3 separate regions of the Sus scrofa genome follow, and all the other regions are linked to region 3. The links are chromatin contacts, called in public HiChIP or PLAC-seq maps. All regions are on one chromosome and are shown on one strand. The core of a region is the stretch at or near the end of the contact, and the rest is flanking DNA. Distances in the headings are between cores, read along the strand shown. Region 1 overlaps PGM2 (phosphoglucomutase-2). Region 2 has its middle 45 kb from the start of PGM2. Region 3 overlaps RELL1 (RELT-like protein 1).

Region 1 (3,769 bases), core at 296-2,795, 200 kb after region 3:
ACACATGCTTTTCCAGCCCCAGGGGCAGGTCAGACCCTCTAGTCAAAGCATGTGCAGTCCATGTATGTGGCTAAGGGTCTGTTTAGCTTCTCAAATTTCTTCTTTTTGGGCTAACTACCCTGCTTCAGGTTGGCACTTCTTTCATGTATGTTAACATTGTTAATTAAGGGGTAGATATTTTTGGCTTTGGCCTTGGGGCCATATTGGTTCCTCAAAGTGACGGATATTATTGATTTTATTTGTTTGTGGTTCAAGTCTCAGAGTTTGGCATGGAGTGGAGTGGAGCTCAGGACTGCTCTCATCACATACAGTAGCAAGATATTTAGAGATTGTGACAAATATTAAACCAGTGCATGTTAAAACATTCATGATGAGTAAATGGAATTTTCTTAGACTTGGAAACTTACTGTAGTCTCAGAATTTTACCTAATAAACAATTAGTTCTTTTAATCTTCCAAGTTTAAAATATCTGGTGGGGAACATAAGCAGTAATGTTAAGCATATGCAGAGAACACACTGAATCCTTTTTGTGCACATTTGTAGTTGAGTTCACTCAACTGTGGTGAGTGTCGTCTCCTTTACTAGCTTTAAGAAAGTGCTTCTAAGGTCAGCTGTGGTACACGTTTCCTGTAGGTAAATGTGACCTCTGTTCCTCCTCATGAATGGGATGTGCATTTAATTCAGATTTTTATTTATTTATTTTTCTATTTCTTATTTTAATTTTTTTGTCTTTTGTCTTTTTAGGGCCGCACCTACGGCATATGGAGGTTTCCAGGCTAAGGGTCTAATCGGAGCTATTGCTGCCGGCCTACGCCACAGCCATAGCAATGCAGGATCCTTAACCTACTGAGCAAGGCCAGGGATCGAACCCGCAACCTCATGATTCCTAGTCGGATTCGTTAACCTCTGAGCCATGATGGGAACTCCCAGATTTTTTAAAATTCTTTTTTGCTAAATGTTGTTTTTATGACTTCCCTCTATATGTAGGGGCATAATTTTGACTGTCGAAATCATTTTTTATATTACTGTTGCTACTCGGGATTTTAATGCTTGAGTTGTTTAAGATCTCTTCTTTTGGCCCCAACCAGCTCCAGGATAGTGTTCTATGAAGTTAGACCTCTGGAAATATCTGAGAGAATAATTTGTTTGGTTAATTTTGTAATAGTATGATTGCTCGTTGGAAGTCAATTGCTGCTTTATTGTGTTAAAGTATTTGATGCAGAGCATGAAGAGAGACTTGATTCCATGTTCTGCGTCCTGCCTGAAGCCAGGTGCTGTGGAAATTGAAAAATATGTCAACTCATTAAAGGACTGAGTGGAGCCAAGATGTATATATGTCATTTACATGTGTCATATACATCTGTGTGTCACCCACATATCACATGCACACATGCCATGAGAGTATGTTTCATAGACGATGACATCAAATTCAAATGCTAGTCTTTAGGGCGTGTACTAGATGGTGACAGCTCAAGACCGGGGTTTCTCCATCTCTGCACTCTGGACGTGTGACTTGTCACTGAGCCAGATCACTCTTCTTGTGGCCATTGCCCCATGCAGTGTGGGCTGTTTAGCATCCCTAGCATCCACCTACCGGCTGCCACTAGCATCCTACCTTGGAGACAGCTAGAAATGTCTCTAGACAAGGCAGATGTCCCACAGAGGCCTCATGGCCCTCGGCTGAGACCACCAAGATGGAAGGGAGCTGAGAGATGTGGGTGCAGGCCGGGCCCAGCTGCTGAATGGCTGCTGGACACGAGACTAGTGGTCTGGCCTTTCTTGGCTTTCATCCATTTCTGTAAAACAGAGAGGCGGGGCAGGCTACCTCCTAAGGTTCCTCCAGCTTTAATGCTCTCGCCAGCACAGGTGTCATCACAGTTTTCCTCCATCTGGCTGCCGTACTCAACCCAGAGGAATGGTTGGGCCTTCGTTTCCTTCTTCCTTGTCACCCCCGGTCCTGATGGCTCCACTCTCTCTTCTCCCTGTCACTCTGCATTTCCAGGTTTGCCCGGCTCGCCGCAACCGCGTTTATCAGCCAGGGGATTCCCGTGTACCTCTTTTCTGATATAACCCCGACCCCCTTTGTGGTAAGTGAACTGTTTGCTTCTATGATTTTCTGTCCTGGGATCAAGGATGGGATATGGCCGAGTTTTACAGTCTTTAGTGCTCTTGGGATTCAGGTATTTGAAGGACAAAGGGCTCCTTTTATCAGGAATTCTCCAGGTTCCCCCTGTGGCTCAGTGGGTGAAGGATCCAGCATTGTTACTGCAGTGGCTTGGGTCCCTGCTGTGGCACGGGTTCGATCCCTGGTCCAGAAACTTTTCCATGCTGTGGGCACAGAAAAAATAATAATAAATGTCAAGAATTTTGTTTCCAGGAATGGTCCTTCACATCCTAGTAATATTTCTTTGGTATTCAACTTCTGTCTCATCAGAATTGATTTTATATATATATATATATATATATATATATGGTGCAGTGGTTTAAAAGGAACTTAACCCACTGAGCCTGATCCTTTAAACCACCACACCATAGCGGGAACTCCAAAATTGATTTTTTTTTTTTTTTAAATAGTTTTTCTTTGGCTTATGTTCTGAGGATCTTTTGGCTAGTTAGCAAAATGTCATTTGTTTGTATGCCTGTTTGCTTTTTAATTTAGTTTGTATTCTTTTCCCCAGCTATCACAATTAGGAAATTTCTTGGGTCAAAATCTGGATTTGCCTCGAACCATGTCGTTTTGCCTTTTTAGCGCCGCACCTGCTGCATATGGAAATTCCCAGGCTAGGGGTGGAAAGGGAGCTACTGCTGCCAGCCTATGCCACAGCCACAGCAACCTGGGTCCTAGCTGCGTCTGTGACCTACACCACGGCTCATGGCAACACCAGTTCCTTAACCCACTGAGCGAGGCCAGGGATTGAACCCACAGCCTCTTGGATGCTAGTCAGATTCATTCCCTACTGTGCCACAGCAGGAACTCCCTCAATTCATGTCTTTTTTTTTTTTTTTTTTTTTTTTTGTTGTTGCCTTTTCTGGGGCCACTCCCGCAGCATATGGAGGTTCCCAGGCTCAGGGTCGAATCGGAGCTGTAGCTGCCGGCCTACGCTAGAGCCACAGCAACTCGGGAATTGAACTTTGTCTGCAACCTACACCACAGCTCATGGCAACGCCGGATCCTTAACCCACTGAGCAAGGCCAAGGATCAAACCCTCAACCTCATGGTTCCTAGTCGGATTCATTAACCACTGCGCCACGACGGGCCCTCAAGTCATGTCTTTTTTTTTTTTTTTTTTTTTTGTCTTTTTGCTATTTCTTTGGGCCGCTCCCGCGGCATATGGAGGTTCCCAGGCTAGGGGTCTAATCGGAGCTGTAGCCACTGGCCTACGCCAGAGCCACAGCAACGCAGTATCCGAGCCGCGTCTGCAACCTACACCACAGCTCACGGCAACGCCGGATCTTTAACCCACTGAGCAAGGGCAGGGACCGAACCCGCAACCTCATGGTTCCTAGTCGGATTCGTTAACCACTGCGCCACGACGGGAACTCCTCAAGTCATGTCTTAATGTGAATTTTTTCTTTTGACAAATTGGTACACCAGCTTTTTATATAAATGTTTCTTTCTAAATCCTATTCATGGCCTGTACAAGAAGCATACTTGGCATGTTTTAGAAAGATTTTTATCAAATTCTTGCTGTAGCAGAATCTAAAGAAAAGGACAGTAGGGACTATGACAGCCATTGCTTTTAAGAAGATGGAACTTTTAAGAGCCGGG
Region 2 (3,892 bases), core at 517-3,016, 140 kb after region 3:
TTCTGCAATGGCTAGCTCAGTGCCAAGTATATGATGAACACTTATTGACTATTCCTCCCCCTTTCTCCTGAGAATATACACCATGCCAGTGTCCCTTTATCTTCTCCCACGATACTGAGCCTTGTGCTTGGCTCAATGGTAAATGTGCATTGGTTGGTTAGAGTATAATTGTTGCACACAGCCATGCCCTCAACCCAGAATGGAGAGTCACTGACCCATACAACAGGGTTCCAACAATCTTGGTTACCATCCTGCCTGCAGATTGGGTGAGAGGTGATCTGCAATGATAGGAAAGTGCAGGCTTGTAATAACATTTGAAAATAACTCACTCTTCTCAGTGGCAAAAAGCTAGAATTACAGTGATGCATAATGCTTATAAAGAAAATCCTGGAGTTCCCATTGCGGCTCAGTGGTAATGAACCCTACTAGCATCCATGAGGACATGGGTTCAATCCTTGGCCTTGCTCTGTGAGTTGGGGATCTGCCATTGCTGTGAGCTATGGTGTAGGTTTGAAGACATGGCTCGGATCCTGAGATGCTGTGGCTGTGGTGTAGGCTGGCAGCTGCAGCTCTGATTTGATCCCTAGCCTGGGAACTTCTGTATGCTGCAGGTGTGGCCCTGAAGAAAAAAAAAAAAAAAAACAGAAAATCATGACGGATCTCCATTTGAAAATGTTTCTTTTGTTTAAAAATATGTGAAGGTTGGCTCAATGGTTAACAAACCATTGTCTTGGACTAGTAACCAAGACGTTGCCTGTTTGATCCCTGGCCTCACTCAGTGGGTTAAGGATCCCGCGTTGCCATGAGCTGTGGTGTAGGTCGCAGATGTGGCTCAGATCCCCTGTTGCTGTAACTGAGGCGTAGACCGGCGGCTACAGCTCCGATTGGACCCCTAGCCTGGGAACCTCCATATGCCTCGGGTGCGACCCTAAAAAGACCCCCCAAAAAAAAATTAAAAAAATAGATAAATAATGTGAAGGTCAATGAGTCTGAATGAATACAAATAATGAACTAAACAATTATTGCTGCCAGAAGAAAAAGCTGCCCTGAGGAGACATGCCATTCTACCCTTTCTCAAAGGGTAATGATGAACCAGCGCCTCCTAGAAACCTTATTAGGGGATTCAAGGCTGGGAGGATGGTTGTTTTGTTACAGCAGCTGCCCAGCAGCCCTGTGCTGCAGCGTTATCAGCTCTGGCGACAGCCCTGTGGCTGTAGTGTCCCAGCTCCAGCAGCTCTGTGGCTGCAGTGGATCAGCTCTTTTACGGGGCGAGAAACCCAGCGAGTACTCGGAGAGTTGGAGACTTCAGGTTTATTTTGCCGGCGGGCTCAGAGGAGATGGCTCTCCGGAGTCTGAGCCCCGAAGAAGGGTTTCACAAGGCTTTTATGGGCTACCTCTTCCGGGTCCGTGCTTGGCTGGTTGGACCGGAGTGAGGTCAGGCGAGGGAGTAGGTGTGGAAACAAGTTCACAGAAGCAGATGTGTGGGGGAGGGTGGTTAGGGGCAGTTGGCTGGACTTTGCTTAGTCATCATGGCTGAGGTCTCTCCTTTCTTCCTTCTTATTGGGACAGTTTCTCCTACAGCTTACCCCTGTCAGAATGCATGATTGTTTTGTTATGACCTTTTATAACCTCCTAAAGATGTTATCCACACCATCGACTGGGTCCACAAGAACTGCTCTGTCCTTCGTGGTCTCCCCACAACCCCATCCATGGAGACGTGCACCTTGATCAGAGGAAGAGTTTGCACTATGCAAATGTGGTGAGGTCACTTCGGAAGACCATTCGTCAGGTTGAACTAAAGAAAAAGAAAACAAAACTCTGCACTGATTCCCACGCACTTAGATGTCCATATAAACAAACTCTAGAGCTTTATGATCTCTTCCATATGTACACCAGCCCTCCACACCTGGATTATCCTGGGTGCTTTTATTTTCTGCCAAAAGAGAAAAATAGTAATTTCAATCCCTCCACCATGTCCCATCTAGATGGATTTTAAGGTGATGAGATTTTGCTCCTCCCACAGTTTTGTGGCAGTGTTACAGCAGGCAGAGAGGTAGGTGTGAACAGAGAAACAGAGGCCAAAGGCCAACTGGCAGGAAACCACGCATCTTGCAAACAGCAGGGGGTCCCAGGGCAGCAAAAAGAAGGAGGGGTGAGGGATTGGGGGGTGTCTCATGGCAGAAAAAGAAAAGCAGGAACTGACTGGAAACCACACATTTGAGGTGGTAAGTGTCCTGGAGGCAGAAAAAGAAAGGTTGGAAAAGGCAGGAATCTCCAGCATTCAAATGTAACCTGTTGCTCGTTACTTCCTCATTGCAATAAAATTAGCCTTACAGATAAAAAAATTCCATTAAGGACCAAGGCTCAGGACACTTCCAATCAAAGTTAAATAAGGACAAAAATCCCTCCCCCCTTCAGGAAGGTGGAGCTGGAATGAAAATCTGGATAAATGACAAGGGGGAAGGGGAGGGAGTGGGACGGACTGGGAATTTGGGGTTAATAGATGCAAACTGTTGCCCTGGGAATGGATGAGCAATGAGATCCTGCTGTATAGCACTGGGAACTTTATCTGGTCACTTATGATGGGGCATGAAGGAGCATAATGTGAGAAAGAGACTGTATAGATGTATGTGTGACTGGGTCACCCTGCTGTACAGTACAAAATTGACAGAACACTGTAAACTAGCCATAATGGAGAAAATAAAAATCATTTTAAATTAAAAAAAAGAAAATCAGGGTATAGGATCCCCAGTGAATACTCCGCCCCTTCATTTGTATGCCCCTCCTAACCCACTTGCTAAAGAAACGCAGGGCAACTGCTCACCTGTCTGCCTGCCTTCCCTCTGGAGGCTTGTTTCTCACTTAAATAAATCCTCACTTTGCCTTCTCAATTTCCTTCTAGTTTCTGATTCCTTCTGTGATGAGACAAGAGCCTTTCCACGGTAACAGCAGCTCATGAAGAGAATAAGTAAGGAGGAGAAACAAAGGCAAAGGAAAATATAATTAAATGACCTGCTTTTCACTCTGTCCTCTTTCTCCACAGCTTCTAGAAACTTCCTTTGTAGGTTCTTTCATGACTGCTTCTGGACCTTCAAAGCTGTCTAGGCTGAGACACAGGTAAAGGCAGAAAGGATCTGGACTGGAAAGCCCAGCAATTTCCTGGGGTGGGGGTGCCCCAAGGGGGGCCACTGATCCTCAGATGAAGAGACTTCTCAGCCTCAAGCAAAACTTAGCTCAACACAGCTTTCTTTGGGAGGGTGATTTATATATAGGTCTTTATTCTTTTAAAATATGACCTGCGGTTCCTGAGTATATATGCCAAGATGAAAGGACCTTGGCAGCACAGAGAAAGGGCATTCTGGCTCCACACCCTAAAGGTCTGGGTAAAAATTCTGGGACCACGAATACATTTGCATACCAGCTGAACAGCACGCAGTAGCTAAACTGGTTGAGTTTCTCCATACTTTTTAAAAAGTGGCATTACTAATTTGTCTTATCAAATGCTCAGCATGATAAATCTAAACTAAATTTTCCCACTGCACAAAGTGGTCTCTCTTAAGAATCAATTAAGCACGGGAAAATTCAGAATTCTCAGCTCTGTGAGTGCAGCAATACCATGTGGTTAGCCAAAACAAGGACTGTACACAAATAAATACAACACAAAGCTGATAATCCAAAGAGGGCCACAGAGCAAAGGTACTCTGGGAGTAACCTTGTACTGTAACCTGTTTTGATTAGTGATTTGATTTATTCATCCCTAAATATGGCTGGACTGGTTGATTCCTCCATCCCCGTCACCCTATTGGCAATGACCATGTGGGAAGACCCTTGCAAATGTGTCTTAAAGTCAAAGATCACAGATCCATGGGGCTTGGAGCTGACCCCAGGGTGG
Region 3 (3,998 bases), core at 690-3,189:
TGTTTAGTACAGGGCACCTTGTAGGTGCCAGGTAAGGTGTCTTTCCCAAGCCACACCAAACTGCACTAACTCTGCATCTCCACTGAGCGAACGGGGCAGCGAGATTGGGACTTCTCGGGGCAAGAAGGATGCCTCTGCAATCTTAGGTCTTCACTGTACCTTGGAAGGCTCTGCAGTGAATTTTTTTTTTTTTTTTTTTTTTGCCTTTTCTAGGGACGTACCTGTGGCATATGGAGGTTCCCAGGCTAGGGGTCCAATCGGAGCTGTTGCTGCCGGCCTACACCAGAGCCACAGCAATGCGGGATCCGAGCCATGTCTGTGACCTACAGCACAGCTCACGGCAATGCCGGATCCTTAACCCACTGAGCAAGGCCAGGGATTGAACCCGCCACCTCATGGTTCCTAGTCGGATTCATTAACCAACAAACTGCCTGCGCCACAGCGGGAACTCCTCTGCAGTGTATTTTTAAGCTCTTCTAACCACTCACAGGTCTGTGTCCATGTCCATATTTACATCACAAAGGAAGCCCCTCGTAAACCCGGCAAATAGTTTTCTACTTTTCAAAGGTTTGTGGTGTGGTTCACAATGGTCTCATCTAGATGACAGTCAGTTACGTGTCCTTTAACTTTCCTCTTCTGAAGACCCGGAACAGGAGCGAAATGCTACATCAGCCTGTGTAGACTGCAGCATACACACCACGCAGGCCGACCTACCCCCGTTAAGGAAGAAAACCTTCTCTTGTTTCCCCAGACTGTGTTTGCCTATGAACACTAAAGAGAGATGAAACCAACTTGCAGAAATATGAAGAAATAGCAAAAAATCAATAGGATGTCTTTATTGGAGTATTACTTTGTACTTATTATTCAAATAAGTACTTATTTTACAGACAAGTACATCCTTTACAAATATCTCATCCTTCAGGATATGTAGTCTAACATTATCCATGTTATCCTTTACTGCTGCTGACAGTTATAATACTCACAATGGGTGTGTGTGTGTGTGTGTGTGTGTGAAGGAGGGAGAGAGATTTCCCAAACTAAATGTGTGGGTAAAGGATGCTTTCCCCTTTAGCTGAAAAGGAGCTGCCCTCTAAAATAGCATGAACCAGTCATGGCTCCACTGCAGAGCTCAGTGGCAACAAACCGGACAAGGATCCATGAGGATGTGGGTTTGATCCCTGGCCTTGCTCAGTGGGTTAAGGATCCGGGATTGAGCTGTGGTGTAGGTCACAGACGTGGCTCAGATCTGGTGTTGCTGTGGGTGTGGTGTAGGCCGGCAGCAACAGCTCCGATTGGACTGCTAGCCTGAGAACTTCCATATGCTGCACCTGCAGCCCTAAAAAAAAAAAAAAAAAAAAAAAAACGCATAAAATAAAATAAAAAACAGCATGAACCAAGTTCTTAATTATAAATGAATAACTAAGTCCCTGTACTGCATTGCCACAACCTTACACGGCTAAACCATGAATTTGGACCATAAAAACCAAACAAACTCAAATGTGGGAATAAGTTCATTTGAATACTGGGTTGATTAATGTGGAAGACACTATCAGGGAAAAAAGTAGAAAGGCCAGAGCTGGAAAAATAGACAAATTGTCCTAAAAGAAAAAAAAAAGTTTAAAAAGATGAGAGACTTTTCCCAGTAATACTTCAAACTAGGCCATTATCTAGAAAATAGGTATTCAACTATTTTTATGTCTTTCTCTCTCTCTCTCTCTTTTTATCACCTGCTCTCTTAGACCTGGACTTTTTTTGTATCAAGGAAAACAAGAAGGTCAAGAGCAAAGGATGTCAGGCCCAGACTGGGGTCTTTCATCACAGTCAGACTCTTCATTCCAACGCAGTAGAAATTCCCAGTGTTCTTTGCACAAGTTTGACCACTGGTCAGGAGTGGGCAGGAAGGACAGAGGGCTGGGTTACGAAGGAGGGATCCGGAGATATTGGCCTGTCCCCACATCCACACCCTCTGACTAGCTGTGAAGCCTCGGCCTCCCTACAGAGTTCCCTCCTAAGGTCGTTGGGGGTTTTGCATAAGATGATGTATGTGCAGTGCTTAATACCAGACCCTTCTCCAAGTTAGCTATTGTTTTCATGACCATCATCCAATCACACTGGCTTTCTTTGTACGGCCTTCCTTGGCTAATTAAAACTGCACTGTGCACAGTGTCTTTGAAAGCGGAAGGGACAGATACAAACAGCTGCTTCAAGTCTGGATCGCTCACACCAGACACGAGGCAGAAAAAGGAAAGTTAACCTTTCTCGGGCTCTGTCGAAAGCTCCCCAGCTCTGATTCACAGCTCTGGGCTCTTGCTCTTCACAAACACACCCTTAACAACAGGGAGCACTTGACCAGCACAGCAACTATCTATTTCCAGGTAAATACCTATCTTACTGGGGTGACAACCAAGAGGAAAGAAGATACCACATTCTGTACGCCTGTAAATTTCCAGTGGTAGCCTTGTTTCCGGAACTGTGTCATGGTACATTCGACATTGTTAAATTTCTTCTCCTTCCATTCTATTGCTGTGAGTATGACCATAGTCACAACCAAACACATGCTGTAAAATAGTATTTCTTTACCACAGCTTTTAATGCTAAATGGTGCCTTCTGTATGGGCAAACAGCAGTCAGAAAACAGGAGGGAGCTGGCATAGATGCTAGAGAAATCTAGCAGCAATGGACCAGAGGGGGAGAAAACGAATTATTCTCCAGTTCTCATTGCCATAGGGCCCCCCCACATTTAATAACGCTGACCTATCTTTTTAGGGGGTGAGGGTAGGGGGAGAATTTGGTGATTATTGTCTTACACTAGTGAGTGCTCAGGCTGGGGGAAGTGAAGCCAAACTTCCTTACATTGAAAAGACAACTCAGAAATCCCAAGTGTTTTATGTGGAATCTAAAATATGACACAAATGAACCTATTTATGAAACAGACTCACAGACATAGAGAACACAGACTTGAGGTTGCCCAGGGGAAGTGCGGAGGCTTGGGGGAGGGATAGGGTGGGAGGCTGGGGTTTAGCAGATGTAAGCTATTACTTATAGGATGAATAAACAACAAGGTTCTACTGTTTAGTGCAAGAAACTAGATTCAATAGCCTATGATAAATCATAATAGAAAAGAATATTTTTAAAAAGAATGGAATCTCTTTGCTGTGCCCCAGAAATACAACTCTGTAAATCAACTCTCCTTCAATTTTTCAAAAGCACTCTAATTACATAAAAGAAGAAGAAGAAGAAAAGAAATCCCAAGTGTGACCATTTCATCATAAAACAAGACTGATGGAGAGAAATGAAGAACCTCGGAAAAAAATTGTCTGGAAGGAAGAGATCCTCTTCCTCTCTAGAGTTTATGGCTTACAATGCCATTCTAATGATAAAGACAAAGCTCTAACTCCATTATTATGTTAAGGTTGCACAGAAGCCACAATACAGCTTTGATTAGGACATATGCGTGCCTTGTTAAAAAGCATCTGGTCCCTTTAAAAATTAGAGCCATGTTTTAAGAAACTAGAAGCCTAAACAGATGATGGACCGTTCACACCAAGACCTCAAAGAACAGGGGGTTAAGGAAGAAAAAGACCATCTGATTCATCACGAGAGTGGCTGACATTTGCAGAGTGCCTTCCACGTACCAGGCACTGCCGTGCCAAGCGCTCCAGATGCAGTAACTCATCTTTCCAATAACCCCCTGAGTCAAAGACAGGAAACTGAGGCTTGCAGGTTCAATAGCCTGCCCAAGACCACAGAGTTAATATGGGAAAGCAGATTCCACCCCAGGCAGTTCCATCTGGAAGACCCTCAGACACCCCCACTCAGCTCCGCCACTCCAGTCACCACGGAGACATGCACGGGACTGTCGCCAGCACTTCTCTGCTCTTTTACTGAATAACGCCAGTGGGAAAGTCTGCACTGCTTGTAGCTTTGAATTTTCTCACAGTAGGTTTGGATCTTAATGGGAAGTCTGAAGTTTGCTCTTTACTCAGTTACAGCGTCAC

The links. HiChIP or PLAC-seq counts read pairs in DNA pulled down with a chosen protein or histone mark.
Region 1: an H3K27ac HiChIP or PLAC-seq map of alveolar macrophages shows a contact between it and region 3. The contact joins two enhancer-like sites. A contact is called at or near these places in 6 of 47 Hi-C or Micro-C datasets (fetal liver, liver, mesenteric adipose tissue and 3 more) and 1 of 2 datasets of contacts at active chromatin or transcription factors (alveolar macrophages).
Region 2: a contact with region 3 is called in an H3K27ac HiChIP or PLAC-seq map of alveolar macrophages. The contact joins two enhancer-like sites. A contact is called at or near these places in 9 of 47 Hi-C or Micro-C datasets (blood, embryonic fibroblasts, fetal liver and 4 more) and 2 of 2 datasets of contacts at active chromatin or transcription factors (alveolar macrophages and skeletal muscle).

What each region holds. Positions count from the first base shown.
Region 1 is chr8:29,319,771-29,323,539 of Sscrofa11.1, forward strand. It overlaps PGM2 (phosphoglucomutase-2), which reads left to right. Exons shown (of 14, transcript XM_003128910.4): 4 at 2,003-2,087. Among named protein-coding and RNA genes, the nearest start is that of PGM2, 14 kb to the left of the region's middle. Within about 2 kb of position 1,546, at least 3 of the 83 cell types and tissues checked have an H3K27ac peak or open chromatin away from gene starts, as enhancers often do. A contact at or near this core is called in alveolar macrophages, where this site is marked.
Region 2 is chr8:29,261,000-29,264,891 of Sscrofa11.1, forward strand. No RefSeq gene overlaps it. Among named protein-coding and RNA genes, the nearest start is that of PGM2, 45 kb to the right of the region's middle. Within about 2 kb of position 1,767, at least 22 of the 83 cell types and tissues checked have an H3K27ac peak or open chromatin away from gene starts, as enhancers often do. A contact at or near this core is called in alveolar macrophages, where this site is marked.
Region 3 is chr8:29,121,667-29,125,664 of Sscrofa11.1, forward strand. All of the region lies in intron 6 of RELL1 (RELT-like protein 1), which reads right to left. Among named protein-coding and RNA genes, the nearest start is that of RELL1, 67 kb to the right of the region's middle. Within about 2 kb of position 1,940, at least 10 of the 83 cell types and tissues checked have an H3K27ac peak or open chromatin away from gene starts, as enhancers often do. A contact at or near this core is called in alveolar macrophages, where this site is marked.